Linked DNA regions of Mus musculus: all the other regions are linked to region 1. Evidence: chromatin contacts called from public Hi-C and HiChIP or PLAC-seq data. All regions are on one chromosome and are shown on one strand. The core of a region is the stretch at or near the end of the contact, and the rest is flanking DNA. Distances in the headings are between cores, read along the strand shown. Region 1 holds the start of Setd7 (SET domain containing (lysine methyltransferase) 7). Region 2 overlaps Maml3 (mastermind like transcriptional coactivator 3). Region 3 overlaps Maml3 (mastermind like transcriptional coactivator 3). Region 4 overlaps Maml3 (mastermind like transcriptional coactivator 3). Region 5 overlaps Maml3 (mastermind like transcriptional coactivator 3). Region 6 overlaps Maml3 (mastermind like transcriptional coactivator 3).

What was found. A called contact is a pair of places that touch in the nucleus more often than the background predicts. HiChIP or PLAC-seq counts read pairs in DNA pulled down with a chosen protein or histone mark.
Region 2: a contact with region 1 is called in an HNF4G HiChIP or PLAC-seq map of pancreatic cancer cells. The contact joins the enhancer-like site here to the promoter of Setd7 in region 1. A contact is called at or near these places in 6 of 39 promoter capture datasets (the 3T3-L1 cell line, cranial neural crest, hippocampal neurons and 2 more), 1 of 15 datasets of contacts at CTCF or cohesin (the NIH/3T3 cell line), 4 of 484 Hi-C or Micro-C datasets (adipose-derived mesenchymal stem cells, cardiomyocytes, forebrain and 1 more), 17 of 115 datasets of contacts at active chromatin or transcription factors (astrocytes, bone marrow-derived macrophages, double positive thymocytes and 13 more) and 3 of 9 other capture datasets (adipose tissue, embryonic stem cells and liver).
Region 3: an H3K4me3 HiChIP or PLAC-seq map of pro-B cells shows a contact between it and region 1, with 3 times the contacts expected there. The contact joins the enhancer-like site here to the promoter of Setd7 in region 1. A contact is called at or near these places in 7 of 39 promoter capture datasets (the 3T3-L1 cell line, the SN4741 cell line, hippocampal neurons and 3 more), 3 of 484 Hi-C or Micro-C datasets (CD4 T cells, LSK cells and group 2 innate lymphoid cells), 13 of 115 datasets of contacts at active chromatin or transcription factors (the 230-238 cell line, the NIH/3T3 cell line, bone marrow-derived macrophages and 10 more) and 2 of 9 other capture datasets (adipose tissue and liver).
Region 4: a Hi-C map of bone marrow-derived macrophages shows a contact between it and region 1, with 22 read pairs. The contact joins the enhancer-like site here to the promoter of Setd7 in region 1. A contact is called at or near these places in 2 of 39 promoter capture datasets (hippocampal neurons and pre-B cells), 1 of 15 datasets of contacts at CTCF or cohesin (the NIH/3T3 cell line), 1 of 484 Hi-C or Micro-C datasets (bone marrow-derived macrophages) and 2 of 115 datasets of contacts at active chromatin or transcription factors (bone marrow-derived macrophages and pancreatic cancer cells).
Region 5: a contact with region 1 is called in a FOXA1 HiChIP or PLAC-seq map of pancreatic cancer cells. The contact joins the enhancer-like site here to the promoter of Setd7 in region 1. A contact is called at or near these places in 2 of 39 promoter capture datasets (hippocampal neurons and pre-B cells) and 4 of 115 datasets of contacts at active chromatin or transcription factors (the NIH/3T3 cell line, cardiomyocytes, craniofacial prominence and 1 more).
Region 6: a contact with region 1 is called in an H3K4me3 HiChIP or PLAC-seq map of bone marrow-derived macrophages, with 4 times the contacts expected there. The contact joins the enhancer-like site here to the promoter of Setd7 in region 1. A contact is called at or near these places in 3 of 39 promoter capture datasets (hippocampal neurons, liver and pre-B cells), 1 of 484 Hi-C or Micro-C datasets (myeloid progenitors), 2 of 115 datasets of contacts at active chromatin or transcription factors (bone marrow-derived macrophages and pancreatic cancer cells) and 1 of 9 other capture datasets (adipose tissue).

Annotation. Positions count from the first base shown.
Region 1 is chr3:51,558,020-51,562,891 of GRCm38.p6, forward strand. It overlaps Setd7 (SET domain containing (lysine methyltransferase) 7), which reads right to left and starts at 2,804. Exons shown (of 8, transcript NM_080793.5): 1 at 2,499-2,804. The coding sequence starts at 2,538. It overlaps 5031434O11Rik (RIKEN cDNA 5031434O11 gene), which reads left to right and starts at 1,966. Exons shown (of 5, transcript NR_160686.1): 1 at 1,966-2,189; 2 at 2,730-2,870.
Region 2 is chr3:52,044,371-52,049,242 of GRCm38.p6, forward strand. All of the region lies in intron 1 of Maml3 (mastermind like transcriptional coactivator 3), which reads right to left. Among named protein-coding and RNA genes, the nearest start is that of Maml3, 58 kb to the right of the region's middle. Within about 2 kb of position 1,896, at least 377 of the 459 cell types and tissues checked have an H3K27ac peak or open chromatin away from gene starts, as enhancers often do. A contact at or near this core is called in the NIH/3T3 cell line, adipose tissue, adipose-derived mesenchymal stem cells and 16 more, where this site is marked.
Region 3 is chr3:51,997,920-52,002,791 of GRCm38.p6, forward strand. The region is part of intron 1 of Maml3 (mastermind like transcriptional coactivator 3); the gene reads right to left. Among named protein-coding and RNA genes, the nearest start is that of Maml3, 100 kb to the right of the region's middle. Within about 2 kb of position 2,317, at least 81 of the 459 cell types and tissues checked have an H3K27ac peak or open chromatin away from gene starts, as enhancers often do. A contact at or near this core is called in bone marrow-derived macrophages, group 2 innate lymphoid cells, memory CD8 T cells and 2 more, where this site is marked.
Region 4 is chr3:51,936,670-51,941,541 of GRCm38.p6, forward strand. All of the region lies in intron 1 of Maml3 (mastermind like transcriptional coactivator 3), which reads right to left. Among named protein-coding and RNA genes, the nearest start is that of Maml3, 170 kb to the right of the region's middle. Within about 2 kb of position 2,557, at least 14 of the 459 cell types and tissues checked have an H3K27ac peak or open chromatin away from gene starts, as enhancers often do. A contact at or near this core is called in bone marrow-derived macrophages, where this site is marked.
Region 5 is chr3:51,906,449-51,911,320 of GRCm38.p6, forward strand. The region is part of intron 1 of Maml3 (mastermind like transcriptional coactivator 3); the gene reads right to left. Among named protein-coding and RNA genes, the nearest start is that of Maml3, 200 kb to the right of the region's middle. RefSeq lists an enhancer at 1,123-4,197. Within about 2 kb of position 2,508, at least 101 of the 459 cell types and tissues checked have an H3K27ac peak or open chromatin away from gene starts, as enhancers often do. A contact at or near this core is called in craniofacial prominence and pancreatic cancer cells, where this site is marked.
Region 6 is chr3:51,879,826-51,884,697 of GRCm38.p6, forward strand. All of the region lies in intron 1 of Maml3 (mastermind like transcriptional coactivator 3), which reads right to left. Among named protein-coding and RNA genes, the nearest start is that of Gm46803, 170 kb to the left of the region's middle. Within about 2 kb of position 2,291, at least 71 of the 459 cell types and tissues checked have an H3K27ac peak or open chromatin away from gene starts, as enhancers often do. A contact at or near this core is called in bone marrow-derived macrophages, liver and myeloid progenitors, where this site is marked.

The DNA of each region.
Region 1 (4,872 bases), core at 1,554-4,053:
CAGCACATCATATCAAAGCCAGCCTGGGCCACAGAGATCGTGTTTCACAGATCCACAAAAACAAAAATCTGCAAAAAAGCAAAACAAGGAAGTTCCTCTACTTGTTTACTCTTAGGTAAAACTGAGTGACTGCCCAAGACAAGCCAGCGTTTAAGCCAGCTGTCATAGCATAATTATTAATGGTGCCTTTCTTGCTCTAATGAGCTGATTTATAGTAGTGCTATATCTGTCCATCCTATATAAAAGCCCCCCCCCTCACCACCCCTACAGTTAAGGTAAAGAAACTGCAGTGTTTTGAATCTACTGGACTAACATGAAACCTGAAAATATACTTTAAACATTTCTTATCATTTTGAGACAGGGTCTTATAGTTCAGGCTGGGTTTGGACTTGCTATGCAGCCGAGGGTGACCTTGACCTCCTGATGCTCCTGCCTCCGCCTCCACCTGCAGGTGTGTATGCCACGGGCCTGGTTTTTGTTCACATGCCAGTGCTAGGATCATAAACAACAGAGCACATTTTCTAAACATCAGCCCTGGAGAAGGTGGCTTGGGCTGGGGGCACTATCTGTGCTTAAGGGTTTGTTTTTAAAAATTGCAAGTAAAAGAACAGGAGGAGGGGCTGGAGAGATGGCTGAGTGGTTAAGAGCCCCGGCTGCTCTTCCATAAAACCTGGGAAGAATTCCCAGTACCCACATGGAAGCTCACAACTGTCTGTAACATCAGTTCCAGGGAATATGACATCCTCACGCTGACATACATGCAAACAGAAACACCACTGCGCATGACATTAAAGAATAAAAAAATCACCATCATCAACAACAACACAAACAAACCTAAAAAATACTGTTTAGGGCAAAAAAACCCCAGGAAGAATGAGAGCGACAGTGGCACTTTGTTAAGAACACTTTTTCTGTCATAGCAGAAATTTACAAGAAGTCAATAACTTTGGAAGTTAAAGAAGGCTTCCTATGATTGGCTCAAACAATGCTAGCTGGGCCTCATTAATCCCAACACTGGGTTTATTTAGAGAAATGTAAGCTCTGTGGATCCGCATTTTAGTCTCTCCAAAAGTTACAAGCAAAACTATGTACTTAAAAGTTGTTAAAAAAAAAACAAACAAACAAAACAAAAACTAAAATGAAGAAATACATTTTACAAAGTAAATTAGAATGGATGCCTTTCCGGAAATTCAAAAAATTATTCTGCTTCATCTCACCCTAAGCCTTCAGCAGTCTGCAAAAGTTGTATTTATGGACACACCAAAGAGATTTCTCCCCACGTAGCACTAACAAGTACATATCCATATGCATTTGTTAAGCACAGCCACTTTTTCTTTATCGTTTGTCAGACCTGTTTATACAAATGAGATCAAAACCAGATTCAACCACCGACTTAAAATTAGTCAGTTGCTGTGTTTAACAAATTCTGGAACAACACTACGCAATCTTGCAAAAACATCACGGGAACACTATCTGGGATAGAATAAGATAAATAATAAATACGCTTAAGAGTGTTTTCCAGTGTTCGTTGTTACAAAATCATAACCTCTCAAGCCACAAACAACGAGATTGTATAACGTCGCCACGGACGTTTTATAAGTAGGGGGGCAAAAAAGAAAAAAAAAAAAAAAAAAGAGGCGGAGAAACTCAGCAAAACACGGTGGCGACGGGAGTCGGGGGAGGGGTGCGCAAGAGGGGGCGGAGAAACCTGACACCCAGGCGGTGATATCACCGGCAGCCGACAGCTCGGAATTCAGAAAGTTAAGTGTCACCCAGCAATTTGGGTCCCGGCTGGAGCGTCCGCACGGCGCGCCTGCACCTCGCTGGGAAGCCGGGAGGGGGAAGGGCGGGTGGCTGAGTTCGCCCAGGGGCAGGGTAGCCTGGTGGGGAGCGGCGTGCTCTACCTAGCCATGATTTCATCTTTTTTTTTTTTTTTTTTTTTTTTTTTTTTTTTACCCCGGAGGAGCGGCCAGGGCCGCCATGTGCCTGGTGTGCGGCCGGGTGCGTTGCGATGGGAGACCCACCTAGACCCGGCCCTGGTGGCCATGGGACGCAGCGACTCAGTCAGGAAAAGGGCAGGCGGTCGGAGAGGGGAAGTCGAGGTGGCTGAAACAACGCTGCCCCGCGGAGATCGCGGGCCTCAAGGGACTGCCCTCCCATCCTCCATCCCCGCAAGGACTAAGGCCAAGGTGCTAGGCAGCGTCGCAACTCCCAGGGAGGATGCTGCCGAGGCCAGGCGGGATGCAGGGGCCCAGCTTTCCCAGGGCGGCGGACCCCGCGGGGCCCCATTCCCCGCCCCTGCCCCGCCGCGCCCCGCACGCTCCCGGCGGCGTGGCGTAGGCAGTGCAGCCCCCGCCTGAGCCGAGCGACCCGCCATCCGCTTAGGGACCGCGGCGGCCTTCGGCTCGGCCCGGCGCGCGTCGCAGACCGCCACTCTTTTGGCGCTTTCCGCCCCAGGCGCCTGTCCCCACCCCAGAGTCCTGGAGAAAAGCTTGTACCTTCCACGGCTTCCTCCACCACCTCATCGTCGCTATCCATGGCGGCTGAGACCCTACCCAGCCCGGGGCCGTGCGGCCGGCTCCCGTCCCTCTGGGTGCTCCTGGTGGCTGAGCGAGCGCTGGAGCTAAGCCCTGCGAGTTTGGAGGAGGGGGAGGAGGGGGAGGAAGAGGAGGAGCAGTCGGGGCGGCTCGCGCTGCCTCCCCCTACAGTCCTTTCAATTCCTCCGCCAGCCGCGGCAGCCGCAGCCGCCGCCCCCTCTCCTCTCGTCCCCGGTCCCGGAGGCTCTGGGGTGCTGCCGCCACTGCAACTTTCTCCTGTGATACCCCCTCTTTGTTATGGAGCAGCTGATCCGCTGACATCACCCGGCGCCGGTGCGCTCCCTCCCTCGTTGATTGACAGTTCCCTGTCCTTTCCCAGAAGTGAGGATCCTTAGAACCCAAGGTGCTCCGGAGCTGCGCCGCCTCTTAAGACCAGGCAGTGGGCAGACCAGGCGGCGTTTACCTTTTGGCTTGGTTCACTGTTCGCCAGCCACGCGGTCCAGGTCGCCGCCGGCTGTTCGCTAGCGCCGGGGGCCTCGAGGGTACCCGCCTGGGGTGGGTGAGGGGCTCAGAGCACCTGATACCCCACGATGTGCCACCAGGGACTTGGAAGTGCGTCATGCTGGGTGTTCCTACCACTATCTCACTCCTGGACAGCTGGAGCGCACTCGGAACTAAGGAAGCCTTTGGTTCCTGAGCTTCTACTTCCTCTTGCCCTCGAGCCCCACTTCACTCGGCTCGCTACTGCCCAGAGTTGCAAAGTGCGGCGGGCCCAGGAGCGCAGGTGCCCCGTCCCCCTTCCACTGCCCAGCGCTGCCTCCACAAGCCAGTTCCCTCGACTCCAGGGGGCGTCCTGCGTCCTGGATTCCTCCCGACTGAACGTCCTACCCAGGAGTCCCCAGTCTCCATCTTCTTTCGCATCTCCAGGCCCCTAGAGAGATCCAGGAATTCAGCAAACCCAAATGGCAGCAGGCTGGTAATCAGGCCGCACCCGAGCTTTGGCCGATTCCTTCTCCTTGTCTTGAAGATGGAGCCACCAAGCGGAGAGCCGGAGCCAGGACCCTGTGTCTAGCGCTCCTCCTTCTCTCGCCTCCGGTCCTGTATTTGTGATGTCCCTAGATGTTTCTTTAGTTTCTCCAAGTGCCAACCACTTCACAGACTCAGGCATCTTTGAGGGAAGAAAACTCCCTTCCCAGCCCAGCCACTTAAAGAGTGTCATTATGTCCTCTTACAGGTGGCAGCAAAGGATCTCTTTAAATAGCGGGTTAAATGCATGCGCATGTACCCAATGTACTGTGGAATTACCCGGTGCTGGTCTGGCCTTCTGCCAAGAACAGTCATCGTGGCGGGTGGGAAGGATGGGGCAGGAACCAAAGAAAGTTGTTCCTTTTCGTTTTCTGAACAATAAATGAGGCAGGATTTCAAGTCACTTCCAAAGCCTGAGAGAGTCCCCCCCCTCCTTAATTTCTTAAATGCCTTTTTTTTTTCATTTTCTTTTTCTTTTTTATTTAAGGCAGGATCTCCTGTAGCCCGGTCTCTCACCTCTAACTCACTGTATACAGGAAGACGATTTTGAGCTAATCATCCCGCCTCTATCTTCACAGCCCCGTAATTACAAACCTTGGCAGCATGCTGAATTTATAGTACTGGAGATACAATCCAGACTTTTCCATGCTAGAAAAGCAAGCTCTCCACCAAATGAGCTGCACCCCCACTGGCTGATATATGTCAGCCAGAAAAAAAAAAAAAGTAAAAGAAACAGGGCATGGTGGTATTAATCGCTGCACTAGGGAGGCAGAGGCAGGTAGATCTCCGAGTTCAAGGCCAGCCTGTTTGGTGTATAGAGTGAGTTCCTGGTCAGCCAGGGCTACATAGAGAAATACTGTCTCAAAGGGAAAACCACTTAAGAGAAAAATTATGGAGACACTAACCCCAAATACCATCAGAAATGTTAGCTCCATTCTGACTGCGTTCGAAAGAGGAAGGTTGTGGATGTGGAGTTAGAAGGCTTAGGGTCCAGTCTCCTTCACCTGCAAAGTGCACCAGGGTGGCCACTCTGGCAGTATGGGTTCCTCTTCTGGGCATTAGATACTCAGGCCATATGGGGAGGGACTTCTGTGGTTTAGGCTGGTTTACTCTTTGACCCTTTAGCCTAGGCTACACCACTGTACACACTGGCTCAGGCTACGCTGTCCTGAAATCTTCCATACCCCTCTGAAGTCTGTCTTGGGATTGATCTCCTTAAGGGTCTTCCAGGACAGGTACCAGGGACCTTTGTTAGGCTCCACAGAAATCTACACCTGCAGGGAAATATGAAAGGATACCTTCAGATTAT
Region 2 (4,872 bases), core at 646-3,145, 490 kb after region 1:
TGGCAGGTCTGGCTGAGTCGAGGTCCTTTGTGGTCACCAAACCCTTATGACTGACAGTTATCACAGTCACCTCCTACTGCAAAGCAACTTTTACAGCTTTTATATCTCCAAATGAAACCAAAGATCTGATCTGCCTACCAGAGTCAAGGACACAAATCTCTCAAACTCTCCTGGGGGCAAGAGGGGAATGGAGCCTGGAGCTGGGAGGAGAGACTAGGCAAACTTGCCTTTCTCCACCCACTCACTCTCATCCCTAAAGTAGAATAAAATAAGCTGGGAGGCCGGGTAAGGCCTGTTAACCCAGAAGCCTGCCTCCAATTAATGTGATATTGCTCCTTTAAAACCCTGTACGAGAACGGCCCGGCTGCTGCTGATCCCAAGGCTGCGGCACGGTAATTGTCACTTAGCCACTTAACTCCCCGCAGCCCGGCTCACACGCTCCTTGAGGTTTATCTCTCAGCCAATTACTGCTGTCATTTGCGTTTCAATGTGTGGAATCAGAGGCCAGGCCCAGGAATACAGCACAAGAGAAACCCCCTTGGGGGACAGGAGCCTACTAAGACCTAGTGGCTGATGGGGTGAGACACAAACAACCCACCAGGGTGGGAGTGGCCGAGGGGCTTCCTCGAAGGGGAGGCCCACTCCGGCTGGGCTGTGGTCCTTTTCGGGCCTCTTCACTGGGGCAACCGAGAAGACGAAACATCTCGCTTAAAACATCGCGTCGGTTCCAAATAATGATGGCGATAATTAAAAAGCAACAGAAATTTAGCTGTGGAGCGATTGTGGACAGGAGGCAAGGTAATGTACAGAAGCCGGTCACAATGAACGATTACTAAGTCAGGACAAGCAAGAGAGACAGAAGCCAAAGCAGAGAACCCTCATTTTAGGCCACACTGCTCTTTCAAGCAACGAGGGGGGGGGGGTGGAGTCAGGTAGTGGCGGGATGGGGGTTGGGGGAGGGGCACTTAACCCTTTGCTAGTTCCGCCCTAAAATCCCTGGGAACTTGGGAGCCTCCTCAGCTAGCCCTGAGTGGGCACACCAGAGCTTGCTTTTGTGGTCTCTTGGATTTTAGGTCGGTAGCAAGTCTCTGCCTTTTAAAAGAAGACATGTAGGCTTGGCACAGTGCCACCTCGATCCCCTCACTAGGCTGACTGAGGCTGGAGGATCCTGAGTTACAGGCCAGTCTGGGATACATAAGAAGGAGGTCTCAAAGCGTGCCCTGTCCTCCCCCCAAAACATTCCTTAAAGGCACAGCCAGGTATGAGATGAACCAGAAAAGAAAACAACAACAACAACCACCATTTATGAATCCTCCTGTGGAGAGTCAGGTTTGGCAAAGATGCCCTCCCTTGAAGGGTGAATGGAAGTGGATCTCAGCCTCTTAGGGTTTGGTTTTCTCTGCCTCCCACACAAAGGCAACATTTCCTGCACTGTATTATAGTTTTTATTCCTAAAGTTTTAAGCCATTCCTGTCTACCCAGGCAACTTTATAGCTGAAGTGAATTAACTTAGCTGGGGGTGGGGGGGGGGTCTTCATTTGGAAGTGGATCTACCTGAGGAATACACACATACACACACACACACACACACACACACACCCTGACCACACAAGGTAGAGAAAGAAAAGAAGCAGAGAAGAAAGCTGTGGGAAGGCAGCTCCCGCAGGACACCGTAGGACTACTGTGACGACGGACCAGCCGGAGGGGTAGGGAGCCAACTTCAGTCTGTGAGCCAGGAGGCTATAAGAAGCACGCTCCCTCTGACATTCCATCCTCCACAACTCCAGCAACCACAGGAGGAGGGCCTAAGCCGGAAGAGACCTGTTCTAGCTGGATCTATCTCCGCCTGTCTCTAGGTTGAAAATAAAACTCTGAACTTCTCTGCCAATGAGCTCTGCCAGGCCCGATGACGTCCCGGCACGTCAGTTCTATTTGCAGGCAAGGTCCCTGTGCACCAGGTGAGGAGGAGTCTGGGCAGAGGACTCTGGGATGGTGGGCCTGACTTCCCACTGTGCACAGCCGAGATCTGAAAAGAGCTGCCGGGGTGCTAGTAATTGCACACGTCAGCGAGAGCTGTGCAAAGGAGAGTGGGCTCAGAGAGAGCTAATTGCTATCCTCGGGCTATGTGCTCCTTGTTGAATACCAGAGCGGGAAATCTGATCTGTGCAAAGCAAAGGAAAATCACCAGTAAAATAAAACAAGGAGGCAGCCTGCCCACGCTGGCCACAGACTCCCATTTGTCCTTCCCTCATCTACCGTCATCCTTATTATTAAGAAAATCTATAAATCTGGAACTCTTAGATTTCTTTCTCTTTTCTGTCACTGGGGACAACTGAGCACAGAGACTGGCTCCTCAGATAATGGTGGCCCCAAATGAAGCTCCTAAGGATCCCGAGAGTCTAACTTTCTCCTCCTTTTCATGTCTGTTTGCAAGGATTTATAATCATCGTCATCACCATCATTATCGTCTAAGCAGAACCACCATTTGAACCTCTCCTTCCTTGCTTTCTCCCACTTCCTCGGTCAGTGTCTTAGCTCATTAATTCCTGGCTCTCTGGATCCTGAAGTGTGCGATAAGCTGCTCTTTTTCTTTTGTCTCAAGGCCAAAAAGACTTTCTGGAGAGGCAAGCTCCACAAGTCCGGCCCTCCCGGCCGTGAGTGACAGCTTAGAGGAGCTTTGGCAGCCTGCCACCGATAGCCAAGAACACAGAGCCGTCCAATCAGCAGCATGAATCCCTTCCTACTGCGACACGGGGGCAGCCTTTCTTCAGCTTGGCTGCTGACACCCAAGGATCTCAGAGTTGCCTCCGCCTGTGATCCTGCCTCTTCCTCAAAGGACCTCACAGTGTACGGACCTTGGGTTCATCCTTCTGCGGTGGTTCCGTCAGATTCAGTTTAATCATGGGAAGAGCTTTAGCTCCTCCCACTTCACACTCCACGCATTTCCTGCTCCCCCTGTCTTGACAGAGCAAAAATCAATGACTCTGCCACTGTGGGTTATCCAGGGTGATAGCAAGAGCCTGTCTTGGATCTCAGTGCCTCCCCACAGACCTGCACACCCCAAACTGGAAACCATGAGTTCTTTCTAAAGAGACCTTTCTAAAGAGACTGATGGTCCACCAATCCTTCAGGCTGGGCTCCTATTCCCTCCTCATCTCCCATCTCTAAAAGCAAAAGCTTTTTGCATTTTATTTCACTCACATTTCTCAAATCCAGCTCCCAGCACCCTGAGATGAGGGCACAGCCCCTTAGCTCAGCCCCGAGCCCTCCTCTGTGTCTCTTGCCCAACACCAGGAGAGAGCTAACACTAATGCCCCACTTGTTCCAAGGCCTTCCGCGTGGCATCTGAAAGCTGTTCCCTTCCAGTATCGCCAAGCTTAGTCCTGCCTGCATCAATCTCCTGCTGCACTAGGGATCTCCCATGCCCTGCTCAGTCTCCGTTATTCCTCGTACCACTTCACCCAGCTAAACCCACGGCTTTGCTCAAGAGCTCCCCAACTGCATGCTGGGCTCGGTGATGCTCTTCCTGGCTCCTGGAACTCTAAGACACATCTCTGTCATTGCACGGAGCTCCTCCGGATTGTGTCCACTCTCACAGTCTAGCCTCAGAACCTAGTGACACACCGTGGACACCTGTTACACACAGGAGACTCTCAGCATTTGGGATATTGGATTTGGACTTTCAGATTACTGGGTAATGCCATCTGTTTCTTACCACGGGGCAATCAGTCAATATCTGAGTCTCAATTAGACCCATTTGGGAGTTATCTATTTAAAGAGAGCAGACGTCCAGACACCAAAGACGATACCTATGTAACATATTTTGTCTGGCAACTTCTGTGCTTTGGGGTACTTAACATGATGAAGACAATGACGGTGACAATGACGTCAACCATGACAGGAAGCAGGAGATGATTAGGCATCCGTTTATTCTCTGAGGCTGTGGAACTGCTTAAAACAGCACCGAATGAGTCACACAGCAAGACAGCTCACTTATCTTAAAATCTGAACTAACCAGAATCCAGCTTGGATCCTCCTCAATCAGCCATGCTTCTGAGAAGACAATGTACGTTCCAGAAAGTGTGTATGCGTGCACGCGCGCGCATGCGCACGCCACACAGGAGCTTCTTCAATTGAGACTTCGTGGAGTTGTATAGTCAGTCTGCCTTCAGAATACTTTTTCTTGTTTTACGTTTTGAAGGAGAGAGGAATTGGTTCAGTGGATAAAGAACTTGTGGGGCAAGCTTGAGAACTAAAGATTAGATCCCCAGCACCTGGGTAAATGTTGGGGGTGGGGGAGGCATGGTGGCCCACCTATAATCCCAGCATGCAGGATTACCTGGAACAAGATGACTAGCTAGACTGGTCAAATCGATGAGCTCTAGGTTCAACTGAGAGACCCTGCCACAGTATATAAAGTAGTCAATGTCAAACCTGTGTTCTCATTCCCCAAGAACAAAAATAGCAGAAGGGCAGAGTAGAAATGTGCTCCAAGGGACCAGCATGAACTTGGGAGAAGTATTAATCATGGGTAAAAAGAGGACAGAGGCAAACGTTAAAGGAATACAGAGGCAGCACACAGAGAGGCATTTCACATTTAGAACAACAGAGCTCTCGAATCTCACACCCGAGTGACGACGGCAGCACATGCCATGACAGGTAGACTTTCCCCACAGTGATGGCTGAGATAACAGGAGAGAGGCAGAGCATCCCCACTACTGTCTGCTTGAAAGGGATGTCTTGAGTAGCTTGAGAACCATTCATATCAAGGAAGCTTTATGAGAAAGTCACCAAAGCATCCCGTGTCTATCGAGTTGGTAGAAACCAGAGACACCTGAGAAATGAACCACCACTTAGCTTGATCCAAGGTAG
Region 3 (4,872 bases), core at 1,067-3,566, 440 kb after region 1:
TAAAGGGGGGCCTGTGTCTCCCAGGCTGGCCTTGAGTCAGCACTGAGACTACGGACACGTCTGAAGGTCCCCACACCCCCCATCACTTTTTCCCACTTAAGTGCAAATGCTTGTCACTTCTCATCCCTGTTACCCTCTCCACTCACAAGCCCAGAGAAAAGGAAGGGACACGCCTGTGCCTGCCTCTGCCTCTGCTTTTAAGGATGTGTGTACCAGTCTCCTAGGAAGGGGGAGCAAAGGGAGAAGACACGGGACAGAGTTTTTCAAGGCTCCCGAGGCTACGACTGCATTCCCATGTCCACTGTGTCCCCTCATAGAACAGAAGGCGCTCTGTGTCTGTGATTGGCTACAGGGGAAGAAAGGAAAGAAATAGATCTCGGATGTGGGATGTACATCTCAAAACGTGCCTAGCCTCCCTAGAGAAAGGTTCTCAGTGTGGTTTTAAGCCACTCTGGCAGGCAGATCTCTGAATTTGAAGCCAGCCTGGTCTATAGAGTGAATCCAGGGCAGCCAGGGCTACACAGAGAAACCCTGTTCCCATCTTCAAGTGGAGGGGGAGGAATCCTCTCACCTGAGTGTACACAGCCCCTCTGCCTCTAATTCAAGGTCGGTGTGGTCCAGACCCTGACGCATAGGCTGTGCCGCAGCCCATCGAGCCCTGCGTTCAACAGAGACGAGCACTTTAAAGCCCCTCTAAAAGTCAGCAAGGCAGAGCTGAAAATGCCAGCCACGAGGATATCACCACTTTGTGAGAAATGAAAATGTGCTGAGAGTGATTGCCGTATTTACGCCTTTCGTACTGCCCTTATCTAACTAGAGCAGGGGAATCAGCCCAGGAGCCAACTCTTCCCTGTTTTAACTAGGATTCAAATATAAGCGTCATGTATAATAACAGTGTTCTTCCACTGTTACATAAACACAAGCGATGACACCCCCTTCCATTCCTTAGACATCTTGACAATCCGAGCTAATACAGCTAATTCGACTCAAGTCCCTGAAAACACGGAACTACAATTGCCACTTATCAAGTGGCTGAGCCATTAAACTCGCCCCTGACACTCAGTCTCTAGGGCTTCCACGGTGACAACATCCAATCGTTGGATTGTGGTGAGTCACAGTCGCTAGTTTTTAAACTTCTGTGTACTCAACATTCAACATAATACTTTACTTTGTCTTATAGTGACAGTTGCTTAGTTACCAATTCTTTATAAATGCAAACTGATTTATCAAGATTTTTCAAGAGGTGAGTTTTACCAGTGTGTGACTGGGTCTCAGAACAGCCATGAACAAGAACGGCTGCACACACAGAGCTATCTGCCTCCATGGGCAGTAGGCCAAAGGTCAGAAAATAAAGAGAGTCAGAAGTAAAGAAAGATCGAGGTAGAAGACAGAAGTATAGAGGGGAAGGCCAGATGATGAACTAACTACTCAATATCAAACAAGCAGAGTTGAATTCAGAGCTCCTCCCTCCAATGGACTAAAGGTCTCAGCCCTGGCATTGTTTTAAAAATATCTATTCTTTTTAAAATGTCTAGACAATGATAAATACCAAGAAAAACAATGCATCCAGGGACTTAAAGGAGAAGGCTGTAATTCTGTCATCCAGAAAGATGGACTTTCTGCAAAACTACATGTGTAGCGATCTCTTTTTCAAGAGATGGGTAAATAAAACAGCAACTCTTCAGTGCGGTCTAAAGGCCTTCTATAGAAACCCACTCACTCCCTGATTCCCTCCCGTCTCAAGACATACCGAGTTACTATTTGTGACTTACTAACAGCATGTAAGTGAAGTCCCTAACTTCTACCTTCATGGGGGAGCTGGGATTGAACCCAGCGGTCAGACTGCAGACCCCGCGCAACTGACCATTTTATTAGGGTGCACAGATGAATAGGTGGATAAATGGAACAGCTACAGTGGCTATGTCTAACTTGTGGCTTGAAGGGCTGCAGGCAATGCTATGTATACTTAAAAAAAAAGGGGGGGCTGGCGAGATGGCTCAGTGGGTAGGAGCGCCCGACTGCTCTTCCGAGGGTCCAGAGTTCAAGTCCCAGCAACCACATGGTGGCTCACAACCATCCCCAACGAGATCTGACTCCCTCTTCTGGAGTGTCTGAAGACAGCTACAGTGTACTTACATATAATCAATAAATAAATCTTTAAAAAAAAAAAAAAAAAAGGGCTGGGTAAATAATCACGTGGTGTATTCCTTCCCCCGTGGTCCCGCCTTTGTTTCCAGTCACACAGAGCCCACGTGACCACGCAGTGATGCAGAGATGCGAATACAGGATGACATGTGTGAGGGACTCTGGCGCTTCCTGTGGGCCACGGGTGCTTCCTGTTAGAGAAGAAACATCTGCCCTGCCACTCTGGCACGGACTTTACATACAGTCTCAAGTTTCAGTTAGCGGTCCTCTCCACTTCCTGTCCCAAGCTATTGGGCAAGACTTGGTTTTCACCTTCCTGAGACCTCAAGAGTAGGGTAGCAGAGCGCCCTGAATAGCTCAGCGATATCGGGCTGCATCGGGATAGGGGTCGGGGAGAAAGCAAGTCCACCTATAGGGACAAAGCAACAAGCTATTCAAAGTCAAGGCTGTTCTCAGAAGCCACGGCTCTATGGACATGCTATACACATTTTCAGGTTGTTCCTCTCTTCCCTTTACCTCCCAAGTTCCCACTGAGGTCCATCACATCCACATTCATTTACCTAAAGCTCTGCTCAATTCGTTCCCTCGCTCAGTGCGCGCAATTTGGCTCTCCTATATTTGAAACCTATTCAAAAGCACTGACTTGTTTTACCTTCTTCTTTTTTTTTTATCCTTTCTAAGGTCAAAGTATAAACCAGTCATCTGGGGCATTTGGGACCATATAAAATTTCCCATCGTTCCAACTTCCCTGGTGAGAAATTTTTAAATGAGTACAATGAAAACATCCCGAAGCCATCAGGATAACTGCATTTTAGATCTACAGTGTTGGTCCTGGCCCGGATTATACAAGTGTGCACGGTGGGTCTGAATCACTCCTGTGTCTACCCAGATCTAGCTCTTGAGAGGGTTCAGAAAAAGCTCAACACTCAACCAGCTTAAAACAGTGAATTGTGACAGTTAAGATACACGGGGAGCGCTCACACCCAGAACCAACTTTACCTCTAGGGCGACTCATCAAGTACTGATCCATTGGGGCAGTAATGCCAGGTCTAGGACTGCCATCACTCAGAACTGGGAAAACAGCCAAGCTCACGGATGGCTATCTTGAAAACACCAAAGCCAAAGGAGCTGATTTCTAATATGTTCCTCGTGAAAGGGAATAATAAGGCATATGCCATTTCTTTTTTATAGAAATGTTTTAAGAAGAAATAAGGAATGGTTAAAAATACTTTTAGTTCTGCTGGGCAAGTCACTACCCAATCCCCAGAGAGTTAGGTTTTTGTTGTTGATGTTGTTGGTTGGTTGGGTTTTTTTTTCTTCTCAAAAAAAAAAAAAAAAAAAAAAGGAAATAGATCGGTGTGCTTTCTGCAGTTTCAGCGAGGACTCTGGGCCCAAAATGTTTTAAAGCAGAAAATTGGTAACACTAGAGATATTGTCAAAATACGATTTCCTCTGGTTCAGAAATGGCGAGAGGGAGGGCTGGAAGGGTGGAGTGGGAAGGAATTGTCATCAAAGCATTGTTAATACGAACTGAATTGCACTACAAAGGCGATGCTTCAACATGGAGAATAGAAATTGTTCTGTATTATCGTGGATTGACAATATGACAATCGCTCATTGAAAACGGGTGACAGCTGTAGCATTACAGCTCCGTGCACAAGGCGAGATGAATGAGTGGTACAAGTTCTTCCAGAATGGGCCCCTATTTCACAAGAGTCTGTCTCTTCCCAAAATAAATACATGCCAGCTTTTCACTATCTCAGCAAATTTAGCATCTCTTTACAAACCAACCTGCTACGGAGTGGCCTCAAAGTGCCAATGTCAAGTCCCTGCTTGGCGGATTTGCAGCAGCTGGGAAATACCAAGTCAAAATGCCAAGCAAGATCTGTACAGCTCTTCAGCAGACGAAAGGGCAAGGGATGGTAAAATGCCCATGCCCAGATGTGCGTGAACCGACATCAAACTAGCCTCCAAATCCACTGGAGCAGTTGTTGAATGTCTATCTCAGAAGCAGGTTCAGTCCACTATAGAGGTAGGTATGTCCTACAGCAACTCACTAACCTGAAATAACATTATGCATGCAACCTAAATTAACACACAGACGGACTAGAGGTACTTATACACAACTTTAGCTATGACAGAAGCCTGTCCTGCTTACCTAACAGACCGACAGAGAGACAGACAGACAGACAGACAGACACACACACACACACACTGGTAGCAGCAGGTGGGGGTGGGGTAGGGAAAGCAAGTTGACCAGAGAGATGGCTGTGTTGGTAAAATGTTTTCTTACCCTATAAGCACAAAGACATGAGTGGAATTCCGAGAGCATACATAAAAGCAAGACAAAGTAGGGTACTATCTTGTAATCCCAGCACTGGGGAAGCAGAAACAAGCAAGATCTTTGGGACTTGCTAGCTAGCCTAGCTCAATTAGTAAATTCCAGTCCAATGAGAGACTTTGGTTCAAAAAAAAAAAAGTAGATGATACTGACAAATGATATTAAGGAATTAAGGATGAAGACTGTCTTCTTGGCCTCCACACATATATGTACCTACACACACATGAAAGGCATATACACACAAAAGGAAAAAGACAAAACCCACACACATAATATGATATAAAAAGATACATCGTTTTTACACTCAGACATTAGAATTTTTATTTCTAGCTTCAAGTGCATATTTTACATTGTATTTTACAGTGTATCTTCAGTACATTGAACAC
Region 4 (4,872 bases), core at 1,307-3,806, 380 kb after region 1:
ATGGTCACAATAAAAGCCTAGGTTCAGCCTGGCTGCCTTTACCACCTTTAATCCCAACATTCATGAGGCTGTGTCAGTTGAGTTTGTGGCCAGCCTGGTCTATAACCCAAGTTCCAGGACAATCAGGGCTACACAGAGAAACCCAGTCTCAAAAATACCAAAACCAACACCAAACCAACCAACCAACCAACCAACCAACCAACAAACAAACAAATAAATAAACATCTTGGGTTCTCATGAGTCCCGGACATAAGTTGAAGCCACATCTAGAGATTTAAAAATGGGCTATAGATAATAATAGTGATCTGTTTGACCATAGCGATAGCTACAGACATAACCATGCACGAGCACACACAGATACATTCCAATACACTGATGAGAATACAGAACACTTAAAACAATCGCAAATAAATTTAATAAGCTGAAGTTCAAAATAACAGCAAAGACACTAATATTATCAGATGGAACGAACACTAACAATTGCATATTAATCACAGGAAGGACGGCTCTTCCCAGATACTGTGGATTCCTCAATACTGAGTAAAAAGGAGATGTTACAGCGACGTCTATGGTCTGTCGCCTTCTGCTCTTTCTGGGGTGCCTGTCCTATGGGTGACACTTGGGAAACAGGAGAGGAAGGAGGGTTTGAGAATCATGACATCATCAAAATACAACCTTAGCTGGACTCTGTGTGAGCTTGCCAGCCAAGAGTCCACAGGATGCAGAAGCAAGCGAACCAAGGTCAAGGCCTGCCTGCATTCCACAGTGAGCTTAAGGCCAGACTGAGCAACTTGGTGAGAACCTGTATTATGATCAAAAGTAACAATAAAAAGTAGCTCACAGGTAGCGTGCACAGGCCCTAGCTCCAGTCTCCAGTACTGGAAATCCTGCTATGGAAATAAAAATAGAACCTTGCTCTATTCCCCTGAAATCTGGAAGATACGCAAAACCAAAACCAAAAAGCCCTCTGTGTGTATATTTATGTGTGAGCTTGTGTGACTGTGAGCACATGTGTGCCAAGCTGTGCACATAGAAGTCTGAGGACAACTTTGGGGTTAGTCCTGACGTTCTAGCTTGTCCCAGGCTGGATCTCTTACTGTTGACTGCAGCGCACCTCAGGCTAGCTGGTCATAACTGCCATGATTCTCCTGCCTCTGCTCCATCTCTCCTTAGGAATACTGCGATCGCAGATGCACGCTATTACATATACCTTTCTGTGGAGTCTGGGTATCTAAGCTCAGGCTGCCATAACAACTTCAGCCACTAAGCCATCTTCCCCCTGCCCTTGGAGGCATGCATTCCAGGAAATAATGGGAATAGCCAGATTGACTTTCTTTTTAAGAAGCACACATACGATTTTTTTTCACACAGGCATTTTTCTCAAAGGAGTTCTGCCATCGTGAGGGCTGTAAGCTCTATCAGGTGATTAGACACAGAACATCTCCACAGACCTAAAGAGTTCCTGAGGACCTCTAACAGGGAAATAGGTTAGCAAAACACAGATGCAAGCCAATTACGAAATCATGGGATCTTCAGGGTTGACCCCTGGCTGGCACCGGGTTAAAGCTGATTGTTCCATCCATCCGAGGCAACAGGAAATAGGACTCGCTCTCCATCCTCCATTAGCCAATGGAGCTACTTTTAGACCTCAGTTCCGTTCTTTTGACCATACTTGTATCTAAATTGAACCCCTTTCCCAATAGACAAACAGCAGCATCGCACGAGTCTTGAGTCACCTTTGGGTATCCATCGTTAGAGACCCATAGAGCTGAGCTTGGGAAGTACCGAATGGGAGTGCTTGCCATACAGGCACGAGAGCCTGAACCTGAACCTCCAGAGCCCATATAAAGTTGGGCACCCTAGCATATATCTGTAAGCCCAGTGTTCCTATGGAGAGATGGGAGTTGGGAACAGGAGAACCCATAGAAGCTCACTGCAAACAATGAAGAAGAGAGCCTGTCTCAAACAAGGTGGCAGGCAAGGACCTAGACTCAAGGTTGTTCTCTTGACCTCCACAAATGTATACACACCACTACATACACTCACACTCCTGACTCCCCCTGAGCCTCACCCCCACACACAGATAGATGCCCAGTCCTGTCAACAGGACGGTAGACTAAACCTGAAATCTAGCTGCGTTATCTCAGAGCCCACTTTGGTCCTTGAGGCAAGGGGGCGCTGAATCTCCTTGTCGACTATGCCAAGAACCATGAACTGAGCTTTTGAGCAGCGTGCAGCAAGACAGCACAGAGCCTGAGCTCTGGGCCACATTAAAGTGAGTGGAGGTGGATTAGACAGAAAAGAGCAAAACAGGGCCTAGTGGCGTGTGCATGTTATTCCAAGTACTTGGGAGGCAGAGGGAAGAGGATGTTGGAATTCAAGGTCTGCTTGAGCTACAGCATGACTTGAGTTCAAGGTCAGCCTGAATAAGAGCAGAGAGAAAAGGCCGAGGAGAGAGTTCAGTGGTAGAGTGCTTGCTTGCCCAGTACGCAGGAGGCCCTGATTTCAATCCTGAAAACACAAAAAAGAGGAAGATGGGTGAAGAGGCCAAGTAAGAGGTGGGGTGGAGGCGAGGGAGAACAAGGCAGAAAGAGAAAGAAGAAGAAAGCAGCTGGCTGCTCATAGAGAGGGTGAGGAGGCCTGAGTTACAGAGCGAGGCTGATATGCAGGTCAATGGGAAGTCTCTTGTGATGTCCCAGAGGTTGGCAGCTCAGATCATGATAAACAAGGGCCCTGAATACACCGGGAGATAAAAATGCTCTGTGAGTGTAGAGGGGGGGAAGACTCACGTCCTCCTCTCAATTCCAGACCTTCCAGAACCTGCCAGAAAATGAAAATGCTAGGCCCATCAGGTGTGTGTGTGTGTGTGTGTGTGTGTGTGTGTGTGAGAGAGAGAGAGAGAGAGACAGAGACAGAGACAGAGACAGAGTATTAAAATGCTGAAACCTGGACCAGTCCCTCTCCTTTTTACTCCCGACTCCCTTTTGTTTTCTGACACCTTTGCATCAGAACACTATACTTGAAAAACAAGACAAAACAAAACAAAAAAACCCCGAACACACACAATCTTCTTTCAGCGTTCTTTGTCACGGGCCTTTATAAGCATGTGGAATTCCACATTTCAATAATTCATAACAAACTTTTCATCTGGGCATTAAAACGTAGGCCCCTAAAAAGCTGTCTAACAATGGTCACTTCTGACAATGGTAACACATTTATGTAAAAGAAGCCGCAATACAGATTTTTATGTTAATACTCCTTAATCTTCGCTTCTTACATTTCAACTTACCCTCCCTCAAAGGAAATGGCTTCCGGAATCCGCTTCAAATATTCATACGGTCCATTGTAGACTCTACAGAGAGCACACTCCATGTAACATTCCTCCTCAGTCTTCAGTCAGCCTAAGTGTTGGGAGTCATGACAACACTAGCCATTGTGCACCTCTGGCTCACAAAGACGCATTCCAAGCTAAACAAATTATGGAGGGATGTGTGCTGGGAGCAAATTGGAGTATGTGATCTTGAAGAAAGTAGGAAGGAATCGAATTTAAAAACCCACTAGCATCATTAGACCAGGGACAACACTCCACAGTATTTGAGACACTTTTTTTGTGGTGGTTTGAATATGGTTGGCCAAGGAGTGGCACTATTAGGAAGTGTGGCCTTGTTGGAAGAAGTATGTCACTGCAGGGGTGAGCAATGACAGCTTCATCCTAGCTACCTGAGATGCCAGTCTTCTCCTGGATGCTTTTGGATCAAGATGTAGAACTCTCAGCTCCTCCAGACCCACATCTGCCTGGATGCTGAAATATCTCCTGCCATGACAATCATAGACTAAACGTCTGAAACTGCAAGGCAGCCCTAATTCATTTATAATAAGAAGTTGCCTTGGTCATGGTGCCTCTTCATGGCAATGGAAACCCTAACTAAGACATACTTTTATTTATTTACTCTGTGTGTGCATATGGGAGCATGTCACAGTACCCATGTGGAGGTTCAAGAAGAACTTATAGAAGTCAGTTTTCTTCTGTCATCATTTGGGGCCCAGGGGTTGAACTGAGGTCCTCAGATTAGAAGCATTTTCACCCTCTGAAACATCTCACTGGCCCAAGGTTGATTGTTGTTGTTGTTGTTGTTGTTGTTTGAGAGGATGGTGAATTAAGAGAAATAGAGTTTGCCTGCAAATAAATAAGGGCATCTACAAACACTAACTATAATGGTAGCAGAATACATGTTATCAGAGAAGCTCCAAATAGATACTGTGAAGTATATAGAATGCATAATTAAGTTGAACCGGGAGAATCCAAGCAGGCTTCATGGAAGAGGGTATTTGAGATAGGTTCTGAATGAAATGAGTTGGATTTTAGAGAGGGAGAAGAAAGTAAGCAAGAAAGAGCTATGTGCGCAGTTAGAAGGCAGGAGAGTGGAGGGACGCAGAGAGCAGCTGGGGAGGGATGCTGTATGATCGATGGGAGAATCGAGGTGGTGTGGGCTCTGGGACTACTGTGCAGTCAGTGAAGAACTGCTCAGGGCTTCTGAGAAACATGGAGCAGAGCAGCAGGGCAGCTGAGAGATGCTCAGGCAGCTTAGGTGGCATATGACAGGTCACTTAAACTCAGAAACTTCACATGATTTTCTTTCTCCAGCAATGGGAAGACTATGGTCCAGGAGGAATCTCTGAGCCCGGCGAACTTGAGGCAGAGCTGGGTCTGTTCTCTGGGTTCCACGTGCCTCCAATACATACCTTCATTACAGAAAATTCCACTGAACTTCCAGGTCTCCTTTCTATTACAAGTACCTTATGACCTGGGCCTGGGCCTTTGTAACTACAACTCCATTTCCAATAGTCCAGATATTGCTTGGCTATTTTAAC
Region 5 (4,872 bases), core at 1,258-3,757, 350 kb after region 1:
GACCTGTGCCAGGTGTTAGGACACACACACACACACAACTCCAGCTTCCGGAAGGTCAGGGCAGATGGATTTTGAGTTCAAGGCCAGTTTGGGCTATACAGGAAGTTCCTGTCTAAAAACAAAAACAAACATACAAACAAACAAAAACCCTAAGTATTACTTAGGAATTGTTTCAATTCTCAGACTTTGTTATGAATGGTACTGTTGTGAAATCTATGTTAAATGTAGATCATGGGTGCTGCTGACGAATGATCTGGGGCTCACGTTTGGGTTAGTTCATTTTCCACTCGCACCATTATAAATGACAATGTTCTCCACCCCTACGATGTAGATTTGGTTTAGGGTTTCATTATGATGACTGATACTCTCCTAGTTTTCATAAAAAACATGCTGGCTTTTTAATTTTGCTTTCTATTTCTGGGTTAGCTGTACATTATTGACAACTTATGCTGTCCAGACTATGGAATTTGGCAATACATTATATTTACACCACATTTGAAAATACTTTTCAGGGAGGATGGTTTTTCTTTTCTTCTTCGATTTAGCTGCTATGTATGTACTTGACCGTGGTGTTCTCACAGAATTAAGATTTTGCAAACTGATCTACTGACCCATGAATGTGTACCCTGGTAACTTTCTGGAACAAAATCATGGAGAGTAAGAGACAGGAAGAGGTACAAATCTTTCAACAGTACTTAGTGTGTTTGTTAAATGCTCTCCTCAAGTGTCATGGCTGAATACTAGGACACCAGCTGGTAAGCAGAACTTGTTGTTCCTGTGGTGGTACTGAGGTTGGTGGTGCCCAGAGGACTCTGGAAACAAAGAGGCCAGACATCATCTGTGTATATTGCATGCATGGGCATGAATGTATGGTGTGTGTGTGTGTGTGTGTGCTTTTCGAGGGATTAATACATGCTAATTAAGCAGGGCTTTTCTGCTTTTGTACTACATATAACTGAATGAACTAACAAATATCCTTCACATTAGAAACCTTTAATGCCGAGTCAGCTGGTTTCACTGTATTCATTGTTGGTCAAGCACTAGGAGATGTGGAATCCATAACCAGCCGTGTACAGGGCCTGTTGTGAAGGCCGCTGAACACAGGGTCTGCGCTCTGCCTTTTCCAGTTCTGTGCTCTCCTGCTGACAGGCCACGGCCTGGGAATTTGTGATCACTAAAATTCTCCGATTAGTCTGCACTCAGCACTGTCCAGAGGAATCAGAGCACACATCCTACCTGTGTCACCACCACGTGACCATGCTTAAAGCCACACCCCACCCCACCCTCACACACAGACACGTTGGCCTCTACTTAAATTGCTCGCCAGAAAGATGATTTAAATCACTTTCCAACAAATACAATTTCAGTATAGTTTTTCTCACCAAAGTATGTCCCCATTGTACAAACCCTATTGTAAGTTGCAGAAAATTCAGGTTTATAGTTTTCCATTGGAAGAAACTGTATACTAAATGTGTAAACTGTACAGAAACGGGCCCCTTAGGAAGCAGAACATTTTATTTTCCGTAGATAAATAAAGCAGATAGTGATAAAAAAAAATCACAGAAACAAAAGATTATCAGCTTGCTGGGTTAATTTTGGCAAGTCTTTTTTTGGGGGGGTGGGGGTGGGAAGGCTGTGTTGAAATAATCACTGAAACTCAAAATAACTGATACACTGTTGCAAACGTAAATGTTTACATATATGTATTGTATTTCAGATATTTTCTTCAATTATACGTAACAAATATACAAGTTTTAGCAAATATATAAATAAGTATTTTATTTCTAGATGAGAAATAGGAGCTGGAAAAAAATGTAAAAGAATGTCTCATCACAATTTAAAACAAACAAAATTCTTCCTAAATGAAAACCTTTGAAATGCAATGTTTTGAAGGATGCGTCTCCCCCCCCCCCCCCCATCACATAACTTCACCCAGTTGAAAGCTACTTCCCTCCTTTCCTCCGTAGAGAGATAAGTGTGATAATCTTTATGGCATACAGGTGAGAAAAAAGGTATTTCAGGAGACAGGCAAGGTGGGCAGAAAGGAGAATCTAGAGAGCCCGCCATTGTGGGGCCTGGAGACCGACCGAGGCTGGAACAGTAAAGGGTTCCAGCTTTGAATGTGAGAGAAATGGGGCTGTAATCCGAGCCCAGGAGAGGCAGGCAGCCACGGGAGCCCGGCTGTGAGGACGCTGGAGGATTAAGGAGATAAGCCTGTGGTAGCATTCCTGGAATTCTTGGAGGTGACCGGCTCTGGTTGCTAGGGACTGCAAAGGCAGGATCATTCTGACTAAATCCGAAATGGAAAGAAAAGGCTTGAATCTTGCTTTTAAAGATTTGTTTATATTTTTTTGTGTGTATGGCACCCACCCATACCTGACACCCAAGGAGGCCAGAAAAGGGTTTGAGATCCTCTGGAACTGGAGTTAGGATGATTGTGAGCCGCAATGTGGGTGCTGAGAATCGAGCCTGGGTACTCAGGAAGAGCGGCCACTGTTCTTAACCACTGAACCATCTCACCGGCACGAGAGTTGAATTCTTTACCCAGATCTCTCAGCTTAGCTTCAATAACTGTGTACAGTGCAGTCACTCCTGTGAGTTGGGTTTCAGACCCCGGGACAAGAGGCTGAGTTGCGTATTTTACCTACCAAAGCTGACCTGGCCTCCATGTTCGCCCAGGATCCGAAATTCTCCAACCCTGAATTTGCCAGCCCAGGGGCTGGGTTTCCCTTCCCCTCAGAGGCTCTTCAGTGTATACTCCAGACATTTTGGTCTCCCCTCTCCTTTTCTCGCTCTTCTTGCCCTTTCTCTGCGCATGCCTGCTTTATCAACTTCTTCCCCTCCTTTTTCTCTCCCTTCCCATGGCAACTTCCCTGGCATAGGTTCTTAGAGCCAGAGAACTCTCGGGAGAGCTGCTTTCCAATAAACCTATGTTTAAATACTCTAATCTGGCTTGACCTGGCTCATTTCACCAGCCAGAAGTAACTTAGCACTGCACAAGTGACAGGCCCTGACAACAACCTGTGGAATATTCAGTACAGAAAACAAGGAATATGACATTGTGGTGCTATGTGTGGTTATAGGTGAAAAGACATTTTTTTAAAAAGGTTTCCACTTTCCCAAAGTGTCAGCCCCCAGCTCCTGGGAAAGACCGAAGCAGCGTCGGGGAAGCAGTGTCTCGGGGACCCCCTACTCTTGGAGCTGGAGAACTGTGCCTCAGGTTCTCTGTTTTGTTCTTTTGAGGCCGGGTCTCTCACTAACCGGGAACTCACTTGGCTTTTGGCAAGGTAAGTCCCTGGTCTCCCCATCCAGGGATCACAGGCAGGACAATTTCCTTGGTTTGCTTTTGAAATGCGGATTGTGGGAATGGGATTTAGTTCTGCTAGCAAACATTTACCAACTCTAGCCCCAAGTCTTACTCTTAAAGTTTTATTTTGATGTTAAGGGTTGATGGCTGCTGGATTTAAATTCCTCTTTAGATAACACTTATCATCACCACTAGGAACCAAACCACCTTCAAGGCAGCGGACCCCAAAGCATGCTGTAGTCTTCCGCACATAACCTAACCAAACTTTTAATTGCACGGATACTTAAATATCAACAAACCATCACATTAATTTTCAGCCAAGGTCATAAACGTCACTGATTTTAAACAGCCCCTCCCAGGACAGATATTTAATAAACAGTTGCCCCATGTGTACTCTCCCACAATTGAGAAAACAAGCCATTGGGATTTTTAATTCTCCCAAGTTCTGACTTAACTAGCAAAGTTCTTCTTCGCATCTGTGTAAGGTATCATAGGTAAACATATCCAACCAGTAGTGTTTAGTCATCACGTGAAACAAGTGGAAAAGGCTGGAAGGGGCTGCCTGGGAACTAACGGCCCTGACAAGGCGCCAACACACTGCTCCTAATAGCTGTGTTTTCAGAGCACCCCTCAGCCATGACTGGCCACACCCAATTTTAGTACTAGGTATCTTCTGATGAGTTATGTTTCTCCACATGATATTTGGGAGAATCCGAATGGAAAATACCAATAAACCCCACCAACACTCTTCCCTATACACGGGAGCTCGGAAACAGTTGTTGATGAAGCTCTTCATTAGCTCCATCTGGGTTTCTCTGGGTCATTCAAGACGTACAAGACTACAGGTTTTCCTCATTACAAGGTATGGTAAAACCTCTTGCACGCTGAAGCTGAAGACAGCATATGCATCTCTTCTTCGTTTAAAAAAAATGTTTTTAGCCGGGAATGGTGGCGCACGCCTTTAATCCCAGCACTCGGGAGGCAGAGGCAGGTGGATTTCTGAGTTCGAGGCCAGCCTGGTCTACAAAGTGAGTTCCAGGACAGCTTGGGCTACACAGAGAACCTTGTCTCCAAAAACAAAAAACAAAAAAACAAACAAACAAAAAAATGTTTTTAAAGGCAAAGGGTTTCTTAATGATCTCAGCACACCACCCAGACTGATTCTTTCAGACTCAAGGAATGTGGGCTTAAGCAAATTGTCATGGTTGATATGAAGGACAGAAGGCCAGACCAAATACTTTTCAGTGTGTGTAATGAGCCTGATGACGGCGGCAGCCATCTCAATGCAAGTCACTTTTCAGAAGCTCAACACACAGGAGTGTGTCAGCACACCAAAGCACTCCTGACGACTGGAGCAGTTCCGGTTACTATCCCACGTACACAACTGCTGACTCTGGCACTGGCCTGATGAAGAGTTACTGACTGTTTTGATTTGGTGTGTGTTGTCTATGCACACGTGTGCGTGTGTGTGTGTGTCTGTGTGTGTGTGTGTGTGTGTGCAGGCATGCGTGCTCATGCACACGAGGGGAGGTCAGAAGACATCCTGCTCTATCACTGTCCATTGA
Region 6 (4,872 bases), core at 1,041-3,540, 320 kb after region 1:
CAAAGCAATTTCACAACCATAAAGCAATGAGGGAGGAAATGGTTTCAGCAACGCCTTAAAAACAAGCACCCCACGCCGCTTTGTGGAGTATCTTTATAAATTATAAAAGGCTTTGCAAAAGTTAATTCACTCCTTCAGTGGCAATGCCTGGAACATCATTTATGCACTGGGCCCTGTGTGAGAGGATGGTGCTGCAGAGATGAATAAGGCCGAGTCCGCCTGGAAGAACTTGTAACAGAGAGAGGCAGGTAATAGTATTACTCACTGCAATGTGCCCAGGCTTCCAATGCCTGCGCCTGCAACCAGCTCCCGGAACCCTGATTCTAATTCATAAAGGAATCATATTGTATGGGGAGGAAGCGCGGGGGAGAGGGATGGAAAGAGGGAGAGAGGAACAGAGGGAGGGAGGGAGTATGCGGGGGGAATGACCACAGTAAATCTCATAAAGGTGGCAGATCACTCCAGAAATGGCACAGCAATCGGAGCTTAGGTCTCCTCTGAACTAAGGGCAGGGAAAGAGGAGATTGCAAAATGCTTAACGGAACAAAAGCAAAGTGAACACAAGCCACAACATGAGGGACATTCACAGTGGAGCCGACGAGGGAATTATAGATGGGACTAAAATCAATTAAAAAGGAAAATGAAACAAGCTGGAACCAAGTCAAAAGCATCTTTCCCTTCAGCGCTGCCCCGGAGTATCAGCTGCAGAGAGACATGGTTTCATAGACAAAAGATCCAGCTTTGGCGCTAATATCCCAATTTGCACACATTTTGGGTCCAATTGAGATGAGCCAATACGAATATCAAACTCAGGTTTACAGATGTGACCACAAGCTTGCTTAAAACCATAGGCTGAGAAGCGACTACACATGTAATAAATCCGAAATCATTCAATTACCTTCACTCAACTGGGAGGCTTATATTTACCCAAAATAGGCATCAGCCTCCCGTATGACAAAGACATGCAAATGACTCCCATGCTGCAGAGTCATTCCAGGGAGTTTATGACTCTGGTTTCAATTGTCAGAGGAGCAAGGGGAAAGGGTTGAGAGTGTGATCAGGAAAATACTACAGTTGTCAGTTGGCAACAGCAACGTGTTAACACAGCCTCTTGAATTAACTGCTATGGGAATGTCAGCTAGCAGGAAGAGAAGAAGAAAAAAAAAACCCTGCTCTTTGGAAACAGATTCTTGTTGCAAAATTTTCTGAGTTAATTAAGCCAGATTCCGTATTAGCAAAGAGAGAGATGGCCTCGGCTAGCTGATATTCGGTGACTCGGAGAGTGACTAGGTTAGTGGGCCTGTGTCTATTTTTAAATTTTATTTTCGGAGGGTCTCATAGAGTTTGCATAGGCCCTGTGTGTCTCCCTACCCATTATTATGTTCAACGCCAGCACATTAGCCAAGGATAGCCCAAAGATGTTCCTCTCTTCCACCTCTTATGAAGACCCAGGAACTACTGGATTCCTACAATGGTACATCCCAGGAGGGTGTTTGTATATGCCCAAAATACCTTGTCAAACCCAGAGATGAAATGGCATTTGGGATGTTCTTTGATTCCCTACCCCAAGGGATAAGTCACCTTAAATGGCACATGGGTTTACCCTGGACAAATCCTTACCTCTCCTTCATCTTAAGTGAAATTTGTTTTGAGGAGGCATGTGGGTGAGACAGGGAGGGGATAGGGATAGAGTCCCTTTGGAATCGAAACTTTGGTGAAAACCTGAAGTGAGACTGATAAGCAAGGCAGAGCCAAATCAGTCATAACTCAGATGCTCAACAGTTTTGGCTCTTCTCAAAGTTATCATCAGTCAGCATGTTTTAAGATAGAAGGGGGAGGGAGAGGGGAGGGAGAGGGGAGGGGGAGGGGAGGGGGAGAGGAGGAAGGGGTAGTAGGAGAGCGGGAGAGGGAGAGAAGAGGGAGGGAGGGAGGGGGAGAGAGAGAGAGAGAGAGAGAGAGAGAGAGAGAGAGAGAGAGAGAGAGAGACAGAGAGAGAGAGAGAGAGAGAATATGCCAGGCAAAGTTAAGAAGTCAAACGTGTGAGGTAAGTTAATGAGGCATCATTTATAGAAACGGGGAGCCTGGAACTGAGACATACTAAATAAACTACCTAAGGTCACAGAGCTGGCTCTGTTGAGCTGAGATTTGAATTTCAAGGTCCATGCTTTCCCATGGTAGGCCTCGCCACTTGAGAGTGAAAGGCATTGTTCATTCCCCAATGACAGCATGGCTCTTAAGCAAGAGAGGAAGCAAAGGAAGTTGTCCCTCAGAACAGTGCTCCCTCCAAGGGCACAGGAGGAAGTGCTCTCCTCCGCAAGTGGATTTCCTGTCAGGCCAGACAGTCTTCTGCGGTGCTCACAACCCAGCTCTGCAGCTGTTTTTGCAGAGGTCCAACTGCACGTCGTCACGAGTTCAGCTAATCCAACTCCAAAGAGAACGACATGGCGCATAGCAAGCCACCTGTGCAAGTGATGACAGATCACTCAGACAAGCACTTTCCAGGAACGCTGCAGAGCCACCGACAGAATCACACACTTCCCAGGAACCCCCAACCTGCTCACGAGCATCTGGACAGCTGTGAGCTCTCTAGTTCACCTTAGCCCCAACCCTTAAAGTCAGAGAAGACCGCCAGCAACTCACTGCTGTCATGGCAAAACTTCACACTACGATGCCCCTGCCTCACACTCCCTGTCACATTCACTTGTTGACATATTTAAATTTCACGTGCCCCTTTTCATGGTTTGGAAGGCTCGCACATAGATGTACGTGTGTGTGTGTGTGTGTGTGTGTGTGTGTGTGTGTGTAGTACATATGGAGGCTAGGGGACAACCTCCGTGCTGCCCCTCAGGCACCTTCTACTTCACTTTCTGAGACAGGGTCCCTGTTGGTCCCCAGTGGGCTCCACTGTCTAGCACACCCCAGGCATCTGCTTGTCTCAGCGTTCTCAGTGTTGGGATTACAAACGTGTACCGTCATGCCTTGCTTTTCTGTGTGGATTCCAGAGACACTGAACTCAGGTCCTCATGCTTTCGAGTCAAACACCTTAGGAACTGAGCATCCTTCCCCAGCCTGAGGTTTGGATCTCAAATGTCTCCCAAAGGCACGGGTGCTGAAGGCTTGGCGAGCCTGCCTGTGGCACAACTGGAACTTAAGGATGTGGGGCTTTAATGGGAGCAAGTGAAGTCACTGCGATGTTGATTCTCTGGTCTTCCCCTCCCCATTCTGTTTCTCATACAATGAGCAGACAGCCCCAGCACGCACTCCACCACCGTGCTTCACTAAGCCATCACCAACTCAAAACCTCAGGCCCAGAGAACCTTGGACGGAGACCTTCATAATAGTGATCCAAGACAAAGTTTTCTCCTTCTAGGGGACTTTACTAAGGCATGCCGCCATCATGAAAGCTGTGGACTAACACACCTCCACAGTGAAGCTGGGCAATGTGACCAGTGTCTGTAGAGGCTCGCTGAGGTCACAGAAGCAAATGACCCACTGATAGAGCCTAAAGACTCCGTCACTTTCCTGTAGTAGTTTGATTGTAACTGCAGGATTTCGACAGTGTTCCTACCCACCCTGTGGGTGTTCTGCCACTGACACAGAGATATACAGACATAAGGCTCTGAATGACAGAATCAGGATTACAGAATATTGGCACAGCTGACTTCTTAAAATGAAGGCTTACAAAAAATGGATTTTAGGAACTCTGGAGACCCTGAGAAGTTGTATGTAGAGTTTTGTGGGAGGCTTAGAAAGATGGCTTGGTGTTTAATAAGAGTTTTGTGATCTTGTTTTGTTTCGCTTTTTTTTTTTCAGAAAGAAGTCCAAAGCTTTTTATCAGATTCTTAGTATGACTGCCGGATCTCCAAAAGTTTCAAAACCAGACTCCTACAAGTTACTTAATAAGATTTGCTAGGTACAACTGTAAAGTTTTGTGTTTTGTGTCAAGAAAACTGTCTCTCGAGTACCTTTGGTTTCAGTCATGTCTAATCTCCTTTAACTCTGGGCTGCACTCATGAATATTAATGAATGTAAGGTCTCCAATCCAGGGAGATGCAGGCATGTTCTGCTGCAGTGGCCTCTGGGAGGCCGAGCATCAGGTGCCACGGAAAGCCACCCAGGAAACAGGTCACATGGGAGAGTCCGGGATATTTAAACAGAGAGTGAGAATAGTGAGAGGGCAGGAAGGGCATGGCTCGCCCTTATATAGCTGGTGATCCCCTGGTACGAAAAGAACTCAGTTTACCCCGTGTAGGTCTAGACGTGAAACTAAGATCATGGTTCCTTGTAACAGGGAAAAGACCCCATCCTCCATCTATGGAGGAGCTGGCGGAAAAAGCGATTAGGGAGATCCAGCTGCCTCCAGAGGCTAATGAGCTTCCTGTCTCTTGAACTTTCCCTAACCAGGCTGCATGTTCATCTGCCAGGGATTTGTAAAGGTATTTTTTTTATTGGGTGGAAGTTAGGAGAAAATGACCTCTTCTAATGCTATGAGCCTTCTATTAAGGTTTCCTGTGTCTCGTTAGCATTTCTTAGTCAAAGGCTCATACATTATTTTCCATTTGTGGAACAGACACTCAAGGCAAATCACTCGAAAACGAGAAAAGTGACTCTAAGTTTTGAGCTTTACACATTTTGTTAAAGCCAGGTGTACCTGGGCGTGGCCAGTGCATGTGCCTCACACCTGTCACTCTTACGAGTTTCTAAGGTTTTATCAGAGGTGGCCCCACCCTCCTACATACCTCAGTTCAGTTAATGTATGGGCCACTTCGATTCCCACCTTACCCTCTCCAGTCTATCCTCTGCAAGTCATCTCAGCACTAGGGAAGCAGAGGCAGGGGGATCTCTGTGAGTACAAGACCAGGCTGGTCTAGA